Linked DNA regions of Mus musculus: all the other regions are linked to region 1. The links are chromatin contacts, called in public HiCAR-type and HiChIP or PLAC-seq maps. All regions are on one chromosome and are shown on one strand. The core of a region is the stretch at or near the end of the contact, and the rest is flanking DNA. Distances in the headings are between cores, read along the strand shown.

What was found. HiCAR-type assays count read pairs that join an accessible place to other places. HiChIP or PLAC-seq counts read pairs in DNA pulled down with a chosen protein or histone mark.
Region 2: a contact with region 1 is called in an H3K27ac HiChIP or PLAC-seq map of microglia, with 6 times the contacts expected there. The contact joins the promoter of Dda1 here to the promoter of Pbx4 in region 1. A contact is called at or near these places in 1 of 39 promoter capture datasets (liver), 1 of 484 Hi-C or Micro-C datasets (B cells), 2 of 115 datasets of contacts at active chromatin or transcription factors (forebrain and microglia) and 1 of 9 other capture datasets (liver).
Region 3: a HiCAR-type map of astrocytes shows a contact between it and region 1, with 4 times the contacts expected there. The contact joins the promoter of Map1s here to the promoter of Pbx4 in region 1. A contact is called at or near these places in 1 of 39 promoter capture datasets (neutrophils) and 1 of 115 datasets of contacts at active chromatin or transcription factors (astrocytes).

The regions. Positions count from the first base shown.
Region 1 is chr8:69,830,674-69,834,186 of GRCm38.p6, reverse strand. Pbx4 (pre B cell leukemia homeobox 4) reads right to left here and starts at 1,563. Exons shown (of 8, transcript NM_001024954.2): 1 at 1,336-1,563. The coding sequence starts at 1,478. Lpar2 (lysophosphatidic acid receptor 2) reads right to left here. Exons shown (of 3, transcript NM_020028.3): 3 at 3,085-3,513.
Region 2 is chr8:71,467,495-71,471,007 of GRCm38.p6, reverse strand. Dda1 (DET1 and DDB1 associated 1) reads right to left here and starts at 1,814. Exons shown (of 5, transcript NM_025600.2): 1 at 1,683-1,814. The coding sequence starts at 1,685.
Region 3 is chr8:70,904,416-70,907,928 of GRCm38.p6, reverse strand. Map1s (microtubule-associated protein 1S) reads right to left here and starts at 1,955. Exons shown (of 7, transcript NM_173013.3): 1 at 1,802-1,955. The coding sequence starts at 1,925.

The DNA of each region.
Region 1 (3,513 bases), core at 314-2,813:
GATCGAGGAAGACCGCTGATAGTGACCTCTTACCTCAATACACACATGCGCGATGTGGACCAGCATGCACACGTGCACATACACACAAAGCCACATCATCACACACATATATGAAAGAAATGCTTTAAAATGGGTCCCTGAGTGCTGGCCTAGCATGCACAAAGCCCTGTGTTCAGCCTGAGCATCACACGAGCTGGGTGTGCTGGTACATGCACTCAGGGAGGCTGAGGCAGGAGATCATCCTGGACTGTATGTGTTGTATGGAGAGTTTCAGGCTAGCCTGGGAAACATGAGGTCCTCTCCCAAACAAACAGACAAATAAATATAAAGAAAAGGAATCCTTGGGATGTGGTTAGTGGGTGGCGGATGACTCTCACCCCAGCACTCTGAAGGTAAAGACTGCATGATCAGGAGTTCAAGGTTATCTTTTGTTTGTTTGTTTGTTTGTTTGAGTCTCTGGATGGTTCTAGCCAGGGTTTCTCTGTGTAGCCCTGGCTGTCCTGGAACTCGCTTTGCAGACTAGGCTGGCCTCGAACTCAAAGATCCTTCCAAGGTTATCTTTTAATAAGTTTGAGGGATGGAGAGAGGGCTCAGTGGTTAAGAGCACTGACTGCTCTTCCAGAGATCCTGAGTTCAATTCCCAGCAACCACTTGGTGGCTCACAGTCATCTGTAATGGGATCTGATGCCCTCTTCTGGTGTGTCTGAAGACAGCTACAGTGTACTCATATACATAAAATAACTGACTCTTTAAAAAAAATGATGAGTTTGAAGCAAGCCTGGTGATAAAAGCTCCTGCCAGGTTGGGGGTGGGTACACTGGAGAGAGAGCTTAGTGGTTTAGTGTACTCGCTACACTCCCAAAGAACTGGAGATCTCTACTCACATGTCGGGAGCACACACACATACACACAAAGAGAAAATAAAAACTATAAAAAGACGGGTGCCCTCTATGTCCACCCAGCTCCCCATATCCGTTCCTGAAAGTTCTCAACGGATCCTGTATCAGATCATTCTAGTACAGGCTCTTCAGTAGCTTCTCTTCCACTGTGTGACTTGCAAACTTGCGGTCTTTGCCCTACCCCAACCCTACGCGTCCGCCAATAATAGATCACTTAACCCTTCCAATGTCTCCTGTTCCCAGGGCCGGGCTTTTACCTCCATAACTCTGATACCCTCTTTCCTCACGAAGTCACCCTTTAGTCCAGGACAAATTCTTGTATCCTTCATTCCCTCTGGCCCAAGATCACTCCGCCTGTCCATCACTCCAAGCTCAGCTGCACCTGTCCCATCCTCATCCCGCCTCCGCCCCTTCCCTTCCTGCCCGGGAGCCGCACCTGGCCTGAGCCTCGTCCAGGCTCTGGTCGGTGATGGCCATGATCTGCTGCAGGACGTCGCTCGTGTCATGGCCTAGTGGAGCTGTGGTCGGCAGGCGGCGCGGGGCGGGCTGTGGCGGCACGGGACGCAGAGGGGCGGCCATGGGCTACAGTCCCGAGCGAGCGCAGAGGGACAGGTCCCGCCGGGCTCTCGCGCTTGCGCAGCAGCCAACCGCCGCAGACCCAGGGACCACGCCTCCTTCAAGTCCACTAGCCAATAAAACGCCCTTTTCATCTATCTTCGCCGTGCATCACCCTCTCCTTCGCGATGCGCCCCAAACAGCTTCTCAACGGCTGCTGAGGGTTGAGGGTTGTCTAGGAAACAGGAATTCTCTTCTGATCCTCCCACCCCTCAGGACACGCCCCCTGTGGGCGCCGTCACCAATCAGCACCATGCACTGTTCCCCCTCCTCAGCGACTAGCTAGAAACTTCCTTTCTCAACTGCCAGTAAGAAAGGAACCCCATGGTTGGGGTTGCCATGGTAACGACTACCGCCTGCATTTGCTTAAGTCTGGTGCACTTTATGGCTACCTTCCCCATCATAGGCCCTCGTCCCTTGCTTACTCCAGTGCCTCTGCCTTCTCTTTAGTCCTGGATCTGTTTAGGTTATCACTTCTTCACAGGGCCCGGGTTCTTTACAGTCATTCACATCTGAGTTTACTTCCTCAGAGGCTTGCATCCTCACTGTTTGCTCCCCATCTTCATATTTTTCAAAAATTTCAAAAATTTGTGGGTGGGCAAGGCGACACATGCCTTTAATCCCAACACCAGGGAGATGGATCTCTGTGAGCTCTAGGCTAGCCTAGGCTACATAGTTTCCAGACAGCCAGGGCTATACAGAGAGACCTTGTTTCAAAAATAACTTGAGACAGAGTCTCTTATTGCCCATGCTGTCCTCAAGTTTGTTATGTAATGAAGGTTGCCCGAGTTTGCTATGATTGGAGCATGATCTCGAACTTTCTTCTACCTCTAACTCCTAAGTGCTGGGATGAGTGCTGTGTGCCACAGGGCCCTGTTTGTGTGGTGAAGAGGATGGAATTCAGGGCAGCAAGCATACCAGACAAAACCCTACCAACCTAACTATATCTGTACCCTAAATTTTCAGCGTCTTGAGTCAGTGCCTCATATAGTTCAAACTGATATCAAATTCACTGGTAACTGAGAGTGCCTTCCCCTCTCCTCACTGCCCTGGCTACTTCCTCAGAACTGTGGGTCTTCCTCCTCATAGCTCCCCACAGCTCCTCAGAATTCCCACTCCCCAGTCCTGCCTCTTCCTCAAGGCCTCTCACACCTGAGTCCCAGGCTCCGCAAAATTTCTGGTCCTTTTCACAGTCCCTCCCACCCCCCGCCCTGGGGTTCTCCCAGCAGCCCTCAGGGTCCTCCACTCTATGACTCCTCAGAATTCTTCTGGGCTGGTGAGATGGCTCAGTGGGTAAGAGCACCCGACTGCTCTTCTGAAGGTCCAGAGTTCAAATCCCAGCAACCACATGGTGGCTCACAACCATCTGTAACATGATCTGACTCCCTCTTCTGGTGTGTCTGAAGACAGCTACAGTGTACTTACATATAATAATAAATAAATCTAAAAAAAAAAAAAAAAAAGAATTCTTCTGACCTCAAGAGCATCAATGTCTGCAATATTTGACTTTTTCTGGGGAACTGCTCTGGGATAAGAAGTTAACCTGACCAAAGAAACAACTTCACTCAAGTCCAGTTTTGTGAACCAGGGACTTTATTGAGGTTCCTCCCCAATGCATGGGCAGCTCCAGCAGAAATGTATCATCTTCCCTCCCCCACCTTCATTATGGGTCTATAATCTTTATTGAGGAGAGTGGTCCTATGCATATGTCCTGTATTTGTACAAAAACATATTAGTGGTCCAAACTTGTGAGGTCATGCATGAATGAACGCAGTTCTTGATTCAACATGGCAATGACCATATCCAGCCTGGAGGGGTATGACTGTTTCCCATAAGTCCTGGGCCCCTCGAGCATAGTCTCCTTTGGCTGGTCACCAGAATCCTGTTATAACCGTATGGACCTTCCATGCTTACCCCAACTCTGAATAAAGATACAGAGACATGTTTATTTATAAATGCCTAGGCCTTATAGCTAGGCTTGTTCCCAACTAGCTCGTAC
Region 2 (3,513 bases), core at 565-3,064, 1.6 Mb before region 1:
TGGGATGCTCCAATAATGCAGAGGTGCTGTGCCAATGGCCCACCCCCTCTGCAGGCCTGGATCGTGGCTAGGCAGCCTCAGTGTCTCTGTTCTCCGCCTTTAATCGGCTGCTCTGGCTCAAAAAAGGAACACACCAGACCACCCAGGGTGCAGGTTTCAAAGTTCCCTCCCCACACCCCCAGGCCAGAGCACTGCTATAGACATGGGGCTCCAGAACCAAGGTACCTGGGTCCATTAGCCTAGAGGGTGTTATGTGTGGCTTGGTAGCAAAAGCTAGGCTAGTGTGGGGTCCAGGCAAGTCTGGGGCAGCCATGCAGAAGACTGTCTTGTTCTACTTATGCCCCCCACAGCTGTCACCCCAGTACTTGGGAGGTGGAAGCAACAAGATGGGGGCTGGGGGAGCGCAAGGCTAGCAGAGATCCCTCAGGTTAAGGCATGAGTGTGTACCTGTCTGCATTTCTAAAGGAAGACAGAACCTCCTCCTGTGAGCTAATAAGGCCTCAAGACATAGGTGTAAACTCCCCCATGGGCCTTTGAGGTCAAGGGAAGCCACACAGGCAGAGGTGCAGCTGATGCAAAGGTCCTGGGACAGAAGGGACTTGGGAACCAGAGGAAGTGGCCACTAGGAAAGGGCTAAGCAGGTGGGGATGAGGTCACAAAGCAGGGTGCTGCCCATGAAAGGAAGCCAGGCACAGACTCACCACAGGGGGGTTCAAGGATGCCTGATATGTTAGAAAGCGCACAAAGTGTCCTTTTTGAAAACCTGATTCTAAGTAAATTAAAGATGGCCAAAGGGCTGGGATGGGAGAGGGTAGGGAGGAAGTGGAACAGGCCTCTGGAAAGCACAACTCTCCCTGTCTAGAAACTCTTCTGTGGGGTTCACTACCTATTCTCCAGGGTGCGGGCTGGCATATGGGGTCTGGACTCATCATTGCCCAACTGTGAGGGATGGCCACTGCCTCAGGTCACAGATGGGAACCCCAATCCCAAAGAACCACGGAAGCCTCAACCCCGGAGCAGGTTTTGAACTCCCAGCTGGTTACAGGAATCACGTCACTTGAGGACTGGGGGACAGCGAGGGAAGAATGTCCCTTAGCTCATCTGTGGGCAGGTGCCTGTGTTAGCCCCTGTGGATACCCCATCCTAAGGGGTGGGCACCCTCATTTTGCAAAAAGGAAGAAGAAGGACAAGTGTGGGCTCGAGATGAGAGAAAGGGGTGGGAACCTGGTCTGGCGCGATGTCGCACCTCCTTTAGTGACAAAGCCCTGTATGTGACAGTGACAACCCCCTCCCTACGATGAACCAAGACCCGCACCTCAAACGCCCGGAACCCGAGGAGCCATGTCGAGGAACAGCCCGGAGCGGGAGGGGGGCTGTCTCAAGGGACCCCACCCCATCGCAAGCGATTTCCGGGAGGGGGAGACAAGAGACAGTCGCGACCCGGAAATGAATGAGTTGTCAGGGCCTGGAAGCATACCTAGGGTCAGGGTTCGCAGAAAGAGCTCTAGTGGGGTCTATGGGCAGCCCTCGGAGGGATCGGGGGAAGGGTCATAGGTCACAGGTCAGCGTGAGGGGCGGGGCCGGGGCTGGTGGGGGGGGATAGGGCGGGGAGCCTTCAGAGACAGTGGGGGACCCCATGGCGCCATGCCGGGCAGTAAGGGAGGCCGCATGGCCGCGCTCACCATCGTCCGCGTCTTCTGCCACCCGGACCGCCGCCGCCGCCGCCGCCGCCGCAGCCGCAGCCTCCTTCCCAGTAGCCGCCGCACAGCCACTTCCAGCCGCCGCGCAGCTCACTCCGATGGCGACAGCACCGCGCGTCATTGGCCCGCGTGGTGGCCCCGCCCTTCACGGCGGCCGCGCCCGACGCGCTCCCATTGGCCGACCGGTGCTCGTTCGCGTTATAATTGGTCTCTGCATCTCCGCCTTCGTCGTCGAGTTCGGTTGAAGGATCAAACCCCGCCCGGGGCTTGGGAAGTAAGAACTTGAGATCCGGACGTGGGTGGCGACCCGCGCGATGCGTCCTGGGAGTTGTAGTTCACAGGTCGCCAGCGATGCGGCAGGGCTCTGCTCCTTCTAGGAGCTGCTCCACCTTTTCTATGATGTCCCTGGAAGGCTCATTGTAATGAGTTCATCCAACTCACAGCCTCCTATGCTGGATCTCAACCTACAGTTCATTTTTTTGAGGTCTCATAGTACAGGCTGACTTTAAACATGCAGCAATCCTCCTGCCTCAGCCACCCGAATTCCTGGGATGGCAGAAGTAAGGCTTTTGTTATTTTAGGTAGAGCTAACATGGACTTATTAAGAAAATGTAGGGCTGGAGAATTGGCTCAAAGGTTAAGAGCACTGGTTGTTCTTCCAGAGGTCCTGAGTTCAATTCCCAGCTAACCATCTATAATGAGGTTTGGTGCACTCTTCTGGCCAGCAGGCATACATGTAGGTAGAACGCTGCATGCATAAACAAGTCTTTAAACAAACAAACAAACAAATAAATACATGAGAGGAAATGTGGGGGTAGGGGCACATTCCTTTAATCCCAACACACAGGAGGTAGAAGTGATGGATCTCAGAATTTGAGGCCTGCCTGGTCTACAGAGCAAGACTTCCAGCACAGCATACCTTGTCTCAGAAAAAGTTGTATAACATTTTAAGAATTATGAGTGTGTGTGTGTGTGTGTACACAACAGTCTTCATGTAACGAGGGCTACTTTTTGGGAGTCCTTTCCACCCTGTGTGGTCCAGGATCAAGGTCTGGTCATCTGGCATGGTGATAAGAGCTTTTTATAGTTGAGCCACCTGGCCAGCCTCCTAATTTCATGTTTTTAAGACAGGTCTGTGTAGCCTAGGCTGGATCTGGAATTCCCTTAGGATGTAGCTATCTCCTCCTGAGTGCTGGAATGACACACATGCACCCAGGGTTTTACTTGTACTGTGGCTGCCCTGGCACTCTGAAGACCAGGCTAGCCTCAATTTCACAGATCTGCCTGCCTCTGCCCCACCTAGTGCTGGGATTAAAGGTGTACACCAGCAACACTCAGCTTTTTTTTTTTTTTAAGATTTATTTATTATATGTAAGTACACTGTAGCTGTCTTCAGACACACCAGAAGAGGGCGTCAGATCTTGTTACAGATGGTTGTGAGCCACCATGTGGTTGCTGGGATTTGAACTCCAGACCTTCGGAAGAGCAGTTGGGTGCTCTTACCCACTGAGCCATCTCACCAGCCCCCTGACACTCAGCTTTTAAACTTTACTTTTCATACATGGGTTCTGAACTAGCGCTGTGTGGCATGAAGCTAAGGCTTCCATTGTGCTGTCTTCTTCTATGGCTCCCCACCTCACTGACTGGCCTGTTCATTACACTGTGTTGTTGTGTGTGATGAATGTGTAGGGGGCAGAGGACCCCTCTTACCCACCTTCACATGGGTTCCAGTATCAACTCAGGTCACCAGACTTGACTGGCAAGTGCCTTTTCATGCTGAGCTATCCCACTGGCCCTCGTTCACTTAGAAATA
Region 3 (3,513 bases), core at 706-3,205, 1.1 Mb before region 1:
ACCTAGCAGAGATAGCCAGGCCTCAGCCTTAGCTCGAGTCAGCAGGAGGGACCAACAGGAACATCAGAAGTTCTCAGCTGTTCCTTCCTCAGGGAAGAGAAGATCAGCAAGGATGCAAGACCCACAAGTTTTGAACAGTTGGATGTACCAGCAAGTCAAGCTCTAAGCTCTGTCTCTGTCTTTCTCTGGAGTCCTATTTATAGCCTCCAAGCACAAGTCCACTATGGGTCTTATCTCAGCACCTGTACCTAATCAGCCAGACTGCAGAAGTGGCAAGAAACTGTAGACTACCATCACAAGTTTTTTGGTTTTTTTCTGTGTGTGTGTGGTCTCAGCACAATGTAAGGCGGACCAGTATATGTGTGTTATTATTAGTAAAGAATCTTTTACCATGTGTCTTTTTATGTGTTTGTTTTAGTAGAAAATCCTCTCTCCTGTGTCTGCTTCAGGGAAATGTTCCTTTACAAGTCTGTCCTTAGCTTTTTATATCTTTATCTATTTTAATGAAACATTCTTTCACATTTGCCCCCAGCAAAACCCCATCCAACTGACTTTCCAAAGTACCCTTAAGTTTCCACCTCATTCAGGTTCTCTGGAAAAAGTTTGCTCTTAATCACTGAGCCACCTCTCCAGCCTCATAAAGTTATTTTTGTTGCTCCTTGATAACTAATTTTACTAGTTACAAACTGTAAATATCTGATATGCAGCCCCTCTCCAGAAGGGTCATGAATCACCGGCTGAGAACTCCTGCTCTAGGCAACTCCTGCTCTAGGCCTTCAGCATCCTCAAGTACCCTGACACCATGGAAGTCTTGCTTGCTTTGAGTCCTCTTCCCCAGCACATCAGCACTTCTCAGAAGACAAGGGACACTGCCTGTCGTTCAGCCCAGCCTGTATGCTGAGGCTGTCCCACTTAGGCCCAAGGACCATGCACCTCGATGGGCATTCTACATTGTTCTGGGGATTTGATTTTTTTTTGAGACATGGTCTCACGTAGTCCATGCTGAATACAACTGCTCTATGAAGTTAAGGACAAGCCCTTTATCTGATGTGCATCTCAAAGGTGCTGAGATGACAAGTGAAGAATGCTGGGGATGAAGCCCATGATCAAGCACTCCAGGCAACTTTAGATCTATCGACTGAATCCCAGCACTTATTTTGAATAGGTTGTCTTGTAGCCCAGACTGGCCTGGAACTTGCAGTGCTCCTCTGGCCTCAGCTCACGACTGCAGGGGTAACAGGCATAGGCATCGCATTCGCTACCCCATTGCAGAGGATGCTGCTGCGCTCGATGCCCCAGTGTGGCAGGTGCGCCTGAGTCAGCTCCCCTCGTGCCAAGCATCCCCGGGGCGGCCGCGCCACCCACGCACCAATTAGCACCCCCGGAAAGCAGGCCCCCGGGCGCCGGGGGAACTTGCCAGCCAGGCGAAGGGAGGGGCCGTGGGAGTGAGGCCGCACACCGCCAGAACCCCGAAGTCGGGGACGCAGCGCCCACCCGGCCGCAGGCCGCTCCCCGAACCCTGTATCCCCGGAATGTGACGCCACATCTAACGTGCCCCACGCGGATCCCAGCCTGCCGCGCCCCACCCAGACCCAGTAACCCGTGTGGCAGAGTTTTGTCCAGGCCGCCGCTAGGCACGTGCGCAACCCTATGCCCGTCTGGATCGTAGGCCACGCCCGGAACGTTGCGTCCAGGGACCCCGCACCCCACCCGGACCCCGGCCCGCCGCGCGCCGGAACCCCCAGCCCCGGACGCCCCGCCCCGCCCCGCTGCCACCGCCCCAAGTCCCCACGGACCCGACCTCGTTCCAACTCCTCCATGACGTAGGCCAGCAGCCCGGGGCAGCCACACTCGCCACCCACCACCAGCAACAGTAGGGAGCTGGGCGCCTCCACAGCCTCCGGCGCCGCCATCACTGCCGCCATCTTCGCACCGCCCCGACGCTCTGAGCGCCCCGCCCCGCTGGCCACGCCCCTTCAGGGAGCTTACCGGAAGCACCGGAGACCCCGGCCGGAAGCGCCCCCTCCTCTCCACCCCTCTGTCAATGCCCGCTAGGCTTTGGGAGCCCGAAGAGGACTGAGACTGGCTGTGTACTAAGATACCGTTATCCCTCCCAAATTTCATCCATTCATTTTTCATTCATTCCCTCATTCATTCTCCCGCTAAGCAACGCTTAGAATCTCTGTCCCCCGAAAACTCATTCCATCACAGGGGTTCTGCACAGAACCAGAGTCGGCTAGGTCCTGCGAGCTTCCTGAGTTAGAACCTGGACAGAAGAGAGCTTGGGGATGTGTAGCTGCTTGCTAGGTGTGTGTGCTGGGCCGGGTCATTTTGGAAGAAAGGACATTTTGGAGGGGTAAAGTCACCAAGCCTATCTGACACCAAGTCAGGTTGTCTCTAGATGACCCTGGGACTGTGATCTTCCTGCCTCCACAGCTTCCCACACGTTGGGACAGTAGACAGCTTGGGATTCACTAGGGCTATGTGTGATGGAGACTGCTTATGTGGCTCCCACTCAGACCTGGAACATTTTCACCCCAAACTTGCATCTTGGTTTATTTGTTTTTCGAAACAGGGTCTTTCTGTGTAGCCCTGGCTGTCTCGGAACTTGCTCTCTAGATCAGGCTGGCCTCAAATTCACAGAGATCTGCCTGCTTCTGCCTCCTGAGTGCTGAATTCAAAGGTGTGCTCCACCACCACCCAGTCCAATCTTACTTCTTTTTTGGCCATTCCATGTTAAGTATTTGAAATGCTGTTCACCCCAAGAAGGACCAGCTGGCTCCCCTCAAGAGTGAGCCTTCTGTCTCTGGAGTAAACAACTAAGCCCAGCCAGGTGCTTCCATTCACAGTCAACCTCCACTACCTAACAAATATGAGTCCAGCCTAGGCTACATCAAGTCATATATCAAAAAGAAACAACAATTTAAAAAGACAAAGATTCATGCCTTTAACCTCATCATCTCTCTAGAGACAGAGGCAAGAGGATCTTTGTGAGTTCAAGGCCAACACTGGTGTACACAGTGTTGACAAGACAGACAGACAGACTTTTAAAATAAATGAAAAACAAGCAAAGGCAATTCAGGACTGGTGTGATGCATCAGGAACCCAAATCAAGCCTGCTGCTGACAGACGTTCTGTAAAGGACTTCCCCAAGCCAACTTCCTCCATCAGTCCGTAGCATCAGCCAAGTCCTCAAGCCATGGTCTGAGCTTCCTGGATACTCTTTTGGCGCCAATATCCTTCCTGAATCCTGACTCCTCCCCCTTAACTGGTCAGCCTGCAGAAGTTGATGGCTTGTGATTTCCTCTGTTGTTATAACGGAAACAGAACTGGGATGGTCCATTCTCTGCCCTCTGGCTAAGATCCAGTGCAGAATGGGCTTGGCAGTGCATCTCCACACCCCTAACTCATCACAGAAGACTGAGTGACCTTGGACAGTCTGTGGCCACCCTGGGCTACATAGGGAGTTCAAAGCTAACCTGGAAAATAGAGCAAGTCCCAGGAAAGACTAGG